Regions from separate parts of the Sus scrofa genome. Here region 2 is linked to region 1. Evidence: chromatin contacts called from public Hi-C data. All regions are on one chromosome and are shown on one strand. The core of a region is the stretch at or near the end of the contact, and the rest is flanking DNA. Distances in the headings are between cores, read along the strand shown. Region 1 holds the start of CCT2 (chaperonin containing TCP1 subunit 2). Region 2 holds the start of RAB21 (ras-related protein Rab-21).

What was found. A called contact is a pair of places that touch in the nucleus more often than the background predicts.
Region 2: a contact with region 1 is called in a Hi-C map of heart right ventricle, with 7 times the contacts expected there. The contact joins the promoter of RAB21 here to the promoter of CCT2 in region 1. A contact is called at or near these places in 1 of 5 promoter capture datasets (liver) and 1 of 47 Hi-C or Micro-C datasets (heart right ventricle).

The regions. Positions count from the first base shown.
Region 1 is chr5:33,855,601-33,861,301 of Sscrofa11.1, reverse strand. It overlaps CCT2 (chaperonin containing TCP1 subunit 2), which reads right to left and starts at 2,765. Exons shown (of 17, transcript NM_001170520.2): 1 at 2,661-2,765; 2 at 1,874-1,948; 3 at 1,677-1,742; 4 at 490-601. The coding sequence starts at 2,663.
Region 2 is chr5:35,753,862-35,759,562 of Sscrofa11.1, reverse strand. It overlaps RAB21 (ras-related protein Rab-21), which reads right to left and starts at 2,290. Exons shown (of 7, transcript XM_003481659.4): 1 at 1,847-2,290. The coding sequence starts at 1,996.

The sequences.
Region 1 (5,701 bases), core at 1,516-4,015:
ACCTAAATTTCCTCACCTGAAAAATTCTTTGGAACTTTTCAGTCTGAAATTCAATAATTTTACTATCAGTAAGTACATGGCACTCCAGAGACTTGTATTTTAATAATGATAATAATCAATTAAAGGTCAAACATGACTTAATAAAAAAGACAGTCAAAATAGCCTATTTAAAATTGTTTCAGAAGCTCCCCATCTTGGCTCAGTGGAAACGAATCTGACTAGGAACCATGAGGTTGCGGGTTCAATCCCTGGCCTTGCTCAGTGGGTTAAGGATCTGGCCTTGCCATGAGCTGTGGGGGAGGTCACAGACACAGCTTGGATCTGGCATTTCTATGGCTCTGGCACAGGCCGGTGGCTACAGTACCAATTTGACCCCTAGCCTGGGAACCACCATATGCCATGGGTGCAGCCCTGAAAAGCATAAAATAACTAAATAAAAATGAAAATAAAATTGCTTCAAAATGTTAATTAACAAAACATCAGACTCACCAACTAAAACTTTAGCAGCTGGATTGTCCACACCAATGTTTTTCAGAATAGTTGCACCATCATTGGTTACCATAAGAGAAGCATCTCGTCCACTGCTTAATAGAATTTTATCCTAAAAGGAACATATTTGGTTTAAGTTAATATAGAAGCACATCTGGAATTCCCTGATGGCACAATGGATTAAGGATCCAGCATCATCACTGATGTGGCAACAGTTCGATTCCCAGCCTGGGAACTTCTGCTTGCCTTGGTTACGACCCCCTCCAAAAAAGATACGAACACATATGGAAGAACGAATAGGTCAATCCATACTCTCACACATTGCTAATGGGTAAATACTCTGGATGGTTATTTGGCAGCATCCATTCAAATTTTTTCATTGCATACATCCCCAAAATCAAAACCTGGCGTCTATCCCTAATACTAGAAGAACAGAGCCTGGAGTTTCCACTGTGCCTCGGCAGTAACAAACCTGACTAGTATCCATGAGGACTTGGGTTCAATATCTGTCCTCATTCAGCGGGTTAAGGATCCGGCAGTGCCGTGAGCTGTGGTATAGGTCGCAGATGAGGCTCGGATCCCATGTTGCTGTGGCTGTGGGGTAGGCTGGCAGTTACAGCTCTGATTTGACCCCTAGCCTGGGAACCTACATATGCTGTGGGTTCAGCCCTTAAAAACAAAAGAAGAGAGAGCTATGAACAAGGCTGTTTCTACAATGTAATAGCGAAGGCAACAGATGCAAACTATTTCTCACAACAAAGTAATAAATACAAACCATAAAATAAGCAACATGCAGAATACTATTTGGCAAAGAGGACGGGTACATTTACACCGAAAGGAATTTAAAAAAACCAAGTTACAGAAAAAGTACATACAAATATTATCTGTGAAGAGATAAAACAACGTTCTGTTACAATGACAATACATAAAAAACACCTAACACATAAGATACCCTTACCTCTACATAAGAACAAAGGCATTGATTATGTTTATGTCCAAAAGGACTGGGGAGGGGAGTGGCATTTGAGATGAAAGAGGACTTTAGTCACTGATTTTTAATAAGGAAAATACACACAAGTCTTTAAGTATAATCAACAATTAAATATTTAAAAGCGTCTTCAAAAAGCATGCTATTACATTTCTACAAAAAGTTCTAAAACAGTATTAAAAATCCCTATTTTTCTTACCATGCCCTTGGGTCCCAACGTGCTCTTTACCAAGTCTCCAATAGCGATGGCACCAATAAAAGAGGACTGGAGTAAAGATTAAAGAGATGATGAAAATCAACTTAAGAGTCTTAAATTGTGAAAAAACAAACAAAAAAACAAAAAACGAACATCCCCCTCCACTATTGTATCTTTTAAAGAATAAGAACGAGGCTTACCAGACGAGCTGTCTCTGCTCTCTCTTCATCAGCCCCAGCCTTGAAGATATTAACAGGTGCCAGGGAAAGGGACGCCTAAAAGGGACAAACAAGAATCAGTCTAAGTACCAGTACTCCTTAACACATATACTTGGATACCTTCCACTAGACTTACCAGTTGCTATCTAAGAGAAAATCAGTTTGCAGAATAGCGTCCTTTTTTAAACAAATGAAGCTCTTCATCACCGGGGCGGTATTTAAAGCGGAGGGAGGGACTAAAGTGACACTGCTGTTTAGAACCACAAATGCTCCAAAAATAAAAATTCTACGTCAGAGAGATTATCGGTGTACAGCAAGTTCAAAGATGATTTTAAAAATGAGGTGGCCGGGGTTGTAGCCCACTCGCGCGACGACCGCCAGGCGGACGAGGGAACACAGCGGCCCCGCTTCCAGCTTCGCCCTCCGGCCGCTCCAGGCTCCGCCCCGAGGGGGAGGGCGGGGTCCGCCTCGCCGACCCGCCCGGTGCACTAGAAATTTCTCTGCTTGGGGTGAAACGCGGCCCTTGAGGTTTGAGACTGCGGAGAGGCCGACTCCGAATAAGACGCTGGCCTTAAGGCCCACTCCTCCCTCGGGCCCGCACCGGGGGCCTCACACGCCGGCCCGGCGCAGGCCACACGCCGCGGCCTGCGCCATGTGCTGCGGCCCCGGGGGACAGACTCAGGGAGCCCGCGTCGTTGGGAACACAGAGATGGGCAGAGGGCGGCGCGGCACTGGGGGCCTTGGGCAGGGACTGCGGGACCAGACTCACCATGGTTCCGAGGAGTTCGGTACACACGCGCACCCCTCACAGCTCGCGATCCGGTCCAGAGGGAAAAGAGGCCGGAAGTGACGCCACACGCTCTCCCGCAGGGGGCGGAGCCCGGGCCGGCGCGCGGCTCCTTATGGGCGCCGCCCTGGGGGGAAGGGAAGGGGCAGCATTTCGAAGGGAGCCCCGCGGGTCGGAAACGCTGCCAGTCAAGCTCGAGGGGCGGGGCCTTGGCTGCCCTCTGCCCCTTGCGGAGCCACCTGCTCAGGACTAGGAAAGGAGGGTGTGACGTTTTGCTTGGGAACTAGCGGTTTGGAAGCAGAACGCCCCAAGATGGAAGAGACGCCTCGCCGCCCTTGGGGGTTGCCATAGCAACGGAGATTTCTCTTGCAAGTTTTAATTTTTTTTTTCTTTTTAGGGCTGCGCTGAGGCAAATGGAAGTTCCCAGGCTAGGGGTCTAATCGGAGCTATAGCTGCCGGCCTACACCGCAGCCACAGCAACGTGGGATCTGAGTGGAGTCTGCGGCCTACACCACAACTCACGGCAAAACTGGATCCTTAACCTACTGAGTGAGGCAGGAGATCGAACCTGCGTCCTCATGGATACTAGTCGGATTCTTTACCGCTGAGCCACCATGGGAACGCGGAGGGTTTTTTTCTTAAATTTAACCTTAAAAAATTTTTGCCTTGAGGTGCTACATATACACAATTTAAAGTGTTATAATATTTTACTGCTAGTTTAATTTTGAGCATTATTTTTTTTTAATTATTTTTTTTTTTTCCTGCTATTTCTTGGGCCGCTCCCACGGCATATGGAGATTCCCAGGCTAGGGGTCCAATCGGAGCCGCAGCCACCGGCCTACACCAGAGCCACAGCAACGAGGGATCCGAGCCGCGTCTGCAACCTACACCACAGCTCACGGCAACGCCGGATCGTTAACCCACCGAGCAAGGGCAGGGACCGAACCCGCAACCTCATGGTTCCTAGTCAGATTTGTTAACCACTGCGCCACGACGGGAACTCCAATTTTGAGCATTATTAATACAGAGGAACACAGATTTCTGTTTTGTTTGCTTCTGTTTTTTGTCTTTTTAGGGCCTCACTGGAGATATATGGAAGTTTCCAGGTCAGGGATTGAATCACAACTGTAGCCACCGGCCTACACAGCAGCCACAGCAATGCCAGATCCTTAACCCACTGAGTGAGGCCAGGGATGGAACCCGCATCCTCATGGATACTAGTCAGGTTCATTACCACTGACCCCCAACAGGAACTCCAAGAATTGCATTTCTTTTATTGAATTTTAGAACACTTTTTAATTGGACTGACCAGGACAAGGTCTTGTGAGCTCTGACAGAGACATTTACTTTGTCTTTGCCCTGCTTGCTCATTTTTAGGAGGGCTCACCACCACCAGCACCATCACTCACAGTTGTAGGGATGACCAACATCCTCTTAAGCTGTGGTAGAGAGCAAGATCAATCGTAAATATTTCTGTTTATTAAGAAGTTTTCTATTTTCCTTACGTTGACCCTCTAGGATGTTCAAAGTAGAATATTTGTGCTTAAAAAAAAAATCTATTTAGGAGTTCCCTCCGTGGCTCAGTAGTTAACAGACCCGACTAGGATCCGTGAGGATGTGGGTTCGATCCCAGGCCTCACTCAGTGGGTTAACGATCTGTCATTGCTGTGAGCTTTGGTGTAGGCCAGCAGCTGTAGCTCCGATTTGACCCCTCGCTTGGGAACTTCCATATGCCAAGGGTGCCACCCTAAAAAGCCAAAAAAAAAAAAAAAAAAAAAACTATTCACCTAGGGAGCACTTGGATTTTGGCAATTATTAACATTAATAGATTTTTCAATTATTGTTTCTACCCTTCAGATAAAATTCTAAAAAGGTTAATTTACTCCAGGGGTTGAAAAACCATGGGGAGCCAAATCCAACTCACCACCTGATTTTGTATGGCCAGAGAGTTAAAAATGATTTTCAGGAGTTCCCGTCGTGGCTCAGTGGTTAACGAATCTGACTAGGAACCATGGGGTTGCGGGTTCGATCCCTGGCCTTGCTCAGTGGGTTGATGATCTGGCGTTGTCGTGACCTGTGGTGTAGGTTGCGGACGCGGCTCGGATCCCGCGTTGCTGTGGCTCTGGCCTTAGGCCGGTGGCTACAGCTCTGATTCAACTCCTAGCCTGGGAACCTCCATATGCTGTGGGAGCAGCTCAAGAAACGGCAAAAAGACCAAAAAAAAAAAAAAAAAGATTTTCACATTTTGATCAAAAACAAAAACTTTTGTGATACATTAAAAATTACATGAAATTTATTTATTTATAATGATTTTTATTTTTTCCATTATAGCTCATTTACAGTGTTCTGTCAATTTTCTACTGTACAGCAAGGTGACTCAGTTTATTTATTTTTGCTTTTTTTTTCTTTTTGCCTTTTCTAGGGCCGCATTCACGGCATATGGAGGTTCCCAGGCTAGGGATCTAATCGGAGCTGTAGCTGCCCGCCTACAGCTAGAGCCACAGCAACACGGGATCTGAGTGGCGTCTCCTTAACCCACTGAGCAAGGCCAGGGATCAAACCTGAAACCTCATGGTTCCTAGTCGGATTCGCTAACCCCTGTGCCACAACGGGAACTCCAATTTATTTTTGCTTTTTAGGGCCACACCTGCAGCATATGGTGGTTTCCCGGCTAGGGGTCTAATCAGAGCTACAGCTGCCAGCCTACGCCACAGCCACAGCAACGCAGGATCCAAGCCGAATCTGTGACCTACACCACAGCTCACACCAACACCAGATCCTTAACACACTGAGGGAGGCCAGGGATCAAATCTGAGACCTCATGGTTACCAGCCAGATTCCTTTCTGCTGAGCCACAACGGGAACTCTGAAAATTACATGAAATTTATATTTTGGTGTCCATAAAGCTTGATTGGAAGACAAGCAAACTCATTCATTTTTATACTGGGCAATACAATACAGAGTTATACAATGGAAGATTGAGTATTTGAAATGAACTCTATAGCCTATTAAGCCTAAGATAT
Region 2 (5,701 bases), core at 1,041-3,540, 1.9 Mb before region 1:
ATGTTTTTAGAATGTATAATGTCATGTAATTTTTAGATTGAAGGGCTAAATTACCTTTAAAAAAAAAATAAAGAGCTCAGTTACAATGGTTTTCTATTTTCTCTAAGATGTGTAGCTCAAAAAAAAACCCCACTAAGGGGTTGTTCACCAATATCCAGAGAGTGTGACTTACTGCTCAAAGTAAGTCAGAACTGGATTCAAATTTCAGCTTGGGAACCATGACTTGTGGCAATATGATGGCCAGCAAATTACTCAATTTTGCCACACTTGTTTCATCACCTGTAGAATGAGGCTAATAAAACTATCCACCTCATAAAGCTGTTATAAGAATTAAAAGACAGAAGTAAAATACCTAGCACAGTAAGAACTAAATGTTAGATATTATTATACTTTACCTAAATAAACTTCTAAACTTCCAACTGACCATAGGTATTTATCCTATGAATTTCCCTGATCTCACTAATAACTCAACTACAACTAAAATTGCATTAAGTGACCCTATACAAAGACATGAGAAAAAAAAAATGCAGTTTCCTGACATTCACTATTTCAGATATTATGCTTTACAGAGGAGTAAAAATAGAACATGGAATCAGAACCAGAGCATCTTTGTAAATTCTAGACTTGGTAGTTTAAAAATAGCATCAAACATCAAATGTCACAATAATTAGGAGATTGTGCATTCTATTAAATAATGTCCATGTACTTATGAACGACACAATCACTAATTAGGATGTATTGTGCAATTGGGGGTAGTAATAATAAAGATAGAGAGCTTACACTGGACCAGGTCCTAAGTGTTTTTATGTGTATTTGCTCTGACAACCCCAAGAGCTAGATATTACTATCAGGGCCATTTTAACAGATGAAGAAACTTAGGCACAGAGAGGTTAATTAACTTGCCCAAGATCAAACAGCTAGTTAAAGGGATGGAACTGCGATATGAACCTAAACATCAGGCTCAAAAGTCCATTAGATTTTACTGCCTCTGACTAAATTGATCAGGGCAGATTCGTTGGAAACTTTTCTTCTAACACGTGCAAACTGATTTCTTTGGAAGAGGGAGACTCCAACCACCTCAAAAGCCTGAATTCACTCCCAATTAATGACTACATTTTAACACTTTTCTGACTAACCATGATGTATCTGCTGATGAAAGGCGGCCCTAAATTACAACCAAAGAAATAGTATTTGTAGCTAAACTGTTAGTTTGAGGACCATGACGTTTCCATGTGAATATGGATCGACCCACATCGCTGAATACAAGTGACCCACAAGTCAGACCTACGCAGGCAGCAATGGAACTGCGTAACCCACACCGGCAAGCGGTCATTTCAAAAACCCTCTGGAGATGAATGTTTTGCCAATCACCATATTACTCGAAGACAGGACAAAATGGAACATGCATAAACACTTAGTCATCAGTAAGAGCTGAAGTTATAAATCACCTAATTCGAAAAATCAAATCCTCAGCTAAATTCCTAATTCCGAAAGAAAGAAAAAGGACCGACACTGGTGGACCGCAGGGTGAAGACACCTAGGGCCTAAGCGGAAGCGAATCAAAGGGGAAAAACTAGTCCACCGATGGGGATTCCACGACATGCGCGGCCACACTGGGGACTTTTCAGGGCCCTTCCACTCCCCTCCCAACAGCCCGTCCTTGTGTCTCCAGGCTGCCCGGACAAACGCCGTCCCCAGGGCGAATTCGGAAAGTGAATCCGAAGGCGGAGGTGACAGGCCTGAGATATGAGAGCCCCGCGACACAGAGAACCGTGGCAACAAAGTCCTCTGAGCCCCGGAGGGGTAGGGGCCCCAAGGCGCCACTCCCGCTCCCCGGGGCCCGCACCTGCAGAGTGGTGATGTGCTTGTCGTTGAACTTGTTCTCGCAGTAGCGCAGCACCAACGACGTCTTTCCCACGCAGCCTTCCCCCAGCAGCACCACCTTGAACGAGTAGGCTCGGGCTGCCGCCGCCCCGCCGCCGCCGGCCGCAGCCATCCCGTCGCGTCCCTAACGCCCGAGCCCTAGAGCCGTGCCGAGCGCCCCACGGCCACCGCAGCTCCTTCACAGCCTCGGCCGACACAGGCCCCTCCGCATCGGCGCCGCCAATCCCGGGCGCCGTCTCCACTCCCTCCTCTGGGCAAGGCCTGGAAGGACCGAGGTAAAGTCCGAGAATGACGGGCCCCAGCCACCACGTCAGGTATCCGAGGAAAGGCAGAGCTGTCCCTCTCCGCCTCCCTCTAATGGCGTCTCCTTCCTCCTACGTCACACTTCGGGTCACATGATCGCCGCGGCCGCGTGCGGCCCCTGGGACGCGGCGTAGATTAACGTGTCTGGATGTGGGCGGGGCTTCTGGGGCCTCTTCCCCACTCCCGCCCCCACCCGCAGTGAGTTGGACGAGAGTGGAGTTAACTCCTGCCGGTCTCGCCTGCAGACCTAGGGTGTCTGCGGGGCACACCACTCTGCAGTTGCTGGGAGCAGGAATAAGGAATGAATAATTTCAAGCAACCCCAGCTCAGGTGGAATGTTGAAGTGCAGAATGTTGTTCATGCCTAGAGAATATTCGCAATGCTAATGACCTCTCCCATCCAGTGTCCCCATAAGCCGAATCTGCCAAGGTGCCGTCAGTATCTTGATAGTATTTCTCTGTGGGGTCCCAAATCCTAGCTATTGAACTTCAAGTTCCCCCAGACCACCTGGACTCTTCCTCATCTTTCAGGTGTCAGCTTAAACTCAAAGGCTTCCCTGACTACCCATCCTTCTCCTTCTATCCTTCCATCCCTTTCTTACCCACCTGAGTTAGGTAATTCATAACATTGGCAGAACCTCTCTAGCAGCGCTTACTTGGAAATTACTTTGCTGAATATTTTTACTAGGCTGTAAATTTGTTAAAGACAAAAACTACGTGAGAACTTGCTCCACCTTTGAGCTTCTGAATCCCAATGCCAGGCACATAATAGTCATTATATAAATATTTGGGAATGAATGATACATTTTAAACCATTATGCCTTGGTTTCCCAGTTTTTCTGTCTTCCATGAAGATCTTTTTTTTCCCTATGAAGGTTTTTTTTGGGGGGGGGAGGGAGAAGGGCTGTGTCTGCATCATGCAGAAGTTCCCCTAACAGAGATCAAACCCCAGCCACCCCAGTGACCCAAACCACAGCAGTGGAAACTTGGGATCCTTAACAACTAGGCCACTAGGAAACTCTGCCCCATGAAGTTTTTGACATACTGTATTGATACCACCTTGATAGGCCTGGCTTCTTTGATGATTGCTTATATTTCCTCATCTGCATCCTCTTTCTTTCATGAAACATACTCTTCCAAGAAACCATACTAGTGCTAAAAGTTTGCAACTAGAAATTTGATGTCATTTAGGCAAATATTTTTTATGAGACTCCTTTTCCACTTCAAACCAGATAGTCCATTCATTCATTCAACAAATATTTGAAGGTGCCCACATATGCCAGGCACTGTATGAACAAGATACAATGCCTATGTCATAGAGCTTACATTTTAGCAGGGAAGACAGACACATTCATTATATAAGGAATGCTTTCATCCTGATAAAGCAGTTCAGCTATGTTGCAAATGTATATGGGGATCCAAATGGTTCAGCATATAGGGGAGGCTTCTGGGAAAATGTTACTTTTGAGTAGGAGTAACCTAGGCAAAAAGGAAGGAGAGCTTTGCAAGCAGAGAGTAGGGTGTACTATTTTTTTTTTTTTTTTTGTCTTTTTGCTATTTCTTGGGCCGCTCCCACGGCATATGGAGGTTCCCAGGCTAGGGGTCGAATCGGAGTTGTAGCCACCGGCCTACGCCAGAGCCACAGCAACGTGGGATCCGAGCCGCGTCTGCAACCTACACCACAGCTCACGGCAACGCCGGATCGTTAACCCACTGAGCAAGGGCAGGGACCGAACCCGCAACCTCATGGTTCCTAGTCGGATTCGTTAACCACTGCGCCACGACGGGAACTCCAAGGGTGTACTATTGCTTTCAGATAGGAATGAGTACATGAGGATGAGAAGTGTGGTAAGAATGCAGAGAGCTTCAGATGAAACCGGCATTGGTATGGAAGCCAGGAATCAATACTGAAAGGTCCTTTCAGCAAATGAAGGGTTTTAATAAGGAGATGATATAATCAGATTTGACTTTTAAAAAATCACTCTGGCTGTAATTTGAAAAATGGATGGGAGGGAGTTCCCATTGTGGCTAAGCGGGTTACAAACCTGACTAGTATCCATGAGAATGTGGGTTTGATCCCTGCCCTTACTCAGTGGGTTAAGGATCCAGTATTGCCACTGTGAGCTGTGGTGTAGGTCACAGATGCAGCTGAGATCCTGTGGTACTGTGGCTGGGGCGTAGGCCGGCAGCTGCAGCTCCGATTTGACCCCTAGCCTGGGAACTCCCATATGCCTTGGGTGTGGCCCTAAAAAGGAAAAACAAAACAAAACAAAACAAAACAAAATGAAGAATGGATTGGAGAAGGATGATATTACTTCAATTTACTTAGAATCAGCCATTAAAGAGAACTTATTTTTTTATAAAATATCTTCATGATTGCATCTGAGGATGTATTCTCTATTTCTCTCTGTATTCCTCTCTCAGAGTCTTTGCATGTTCGTGGATTCTTCCAGAATCAGGAAGAGACTTCATTTTTTAAAAATTTTGTTAATTTTAATGATTTTTATTTTTTCCGCTATAGTTGGTTTACAGTGTTCTGTCAATTTTCTACTGTACAGCAAAATGACCCAGTCACACATATATATATGCATTCTTTTTCTCACATTATCTTCCATCATGTTCCATCACAAGTGACTAGATAGAGTTCCCTGTGCTATACAGCAGGATCTCATTGTTTATCCACTCAAATGCAATAGTTTGCTTCTATTAACCCCAGACTCCCAGTCCATACCACTCCCTCCCTCTCCCCCTTGGCAACCACAAGTCTGTTCTCCAGAGACTTCATTTCTTTTTTTGGCCATGCCCCATGGCATATGAAAGTTCCCAGGCCAGGAATCAAACCTGCGCCACAGCAGAGACCCAAGCCACTTCAATGACCACGCCAGACCTTTAATCTGCTTGTGTCACCAGAGAACTCCAGAAAGAGACTTAATTTTGAAGTCTCTTCTGAATTCTTCTTCATATTGGATTGAAAGTTGCCTCTCTGCCTACAATTAATTGTTCCTCATTCAACCTACGCAGCATTTATCTAACCTCTATTCTTTGTGAAACATCTTTATACATATGAAGAAAACTACAGGACCTTCCTTTAAGCCTTCTCTTCTCTTCCCGTTTTAGTATAGCCAGTCCTTTCAACCACCATTCAAATGATATGGATCCCAGATCATTTAACAGCTTGATCATCTTACAACCTACATGCAGTACTTTGAATTTATCATTGAAAAACAATTTTTCTTTGTCTTTTTAGGGCTGCACCTTTGGCATATTTCAGCTAGGGGATGAATTTAAGCTTAGGCTGTTGTCCTATGCCACAGCCACAGCAACACAGGATCTCAGCTTCATGGTAATGCCAGAAACTTAACCCACTGAGCAAGGCCAGGGATCAAACCCACATCCTCATGGATACTAGTCAGATTCCTTTTTTTTTTTTTTTTTTTTTTTTGTCTTTTTGCCATTTCTTGGGCCGCTCCCATGGCATATGGATGTTCCCAGGCTAGGGGTCTAATCAGAGCTGT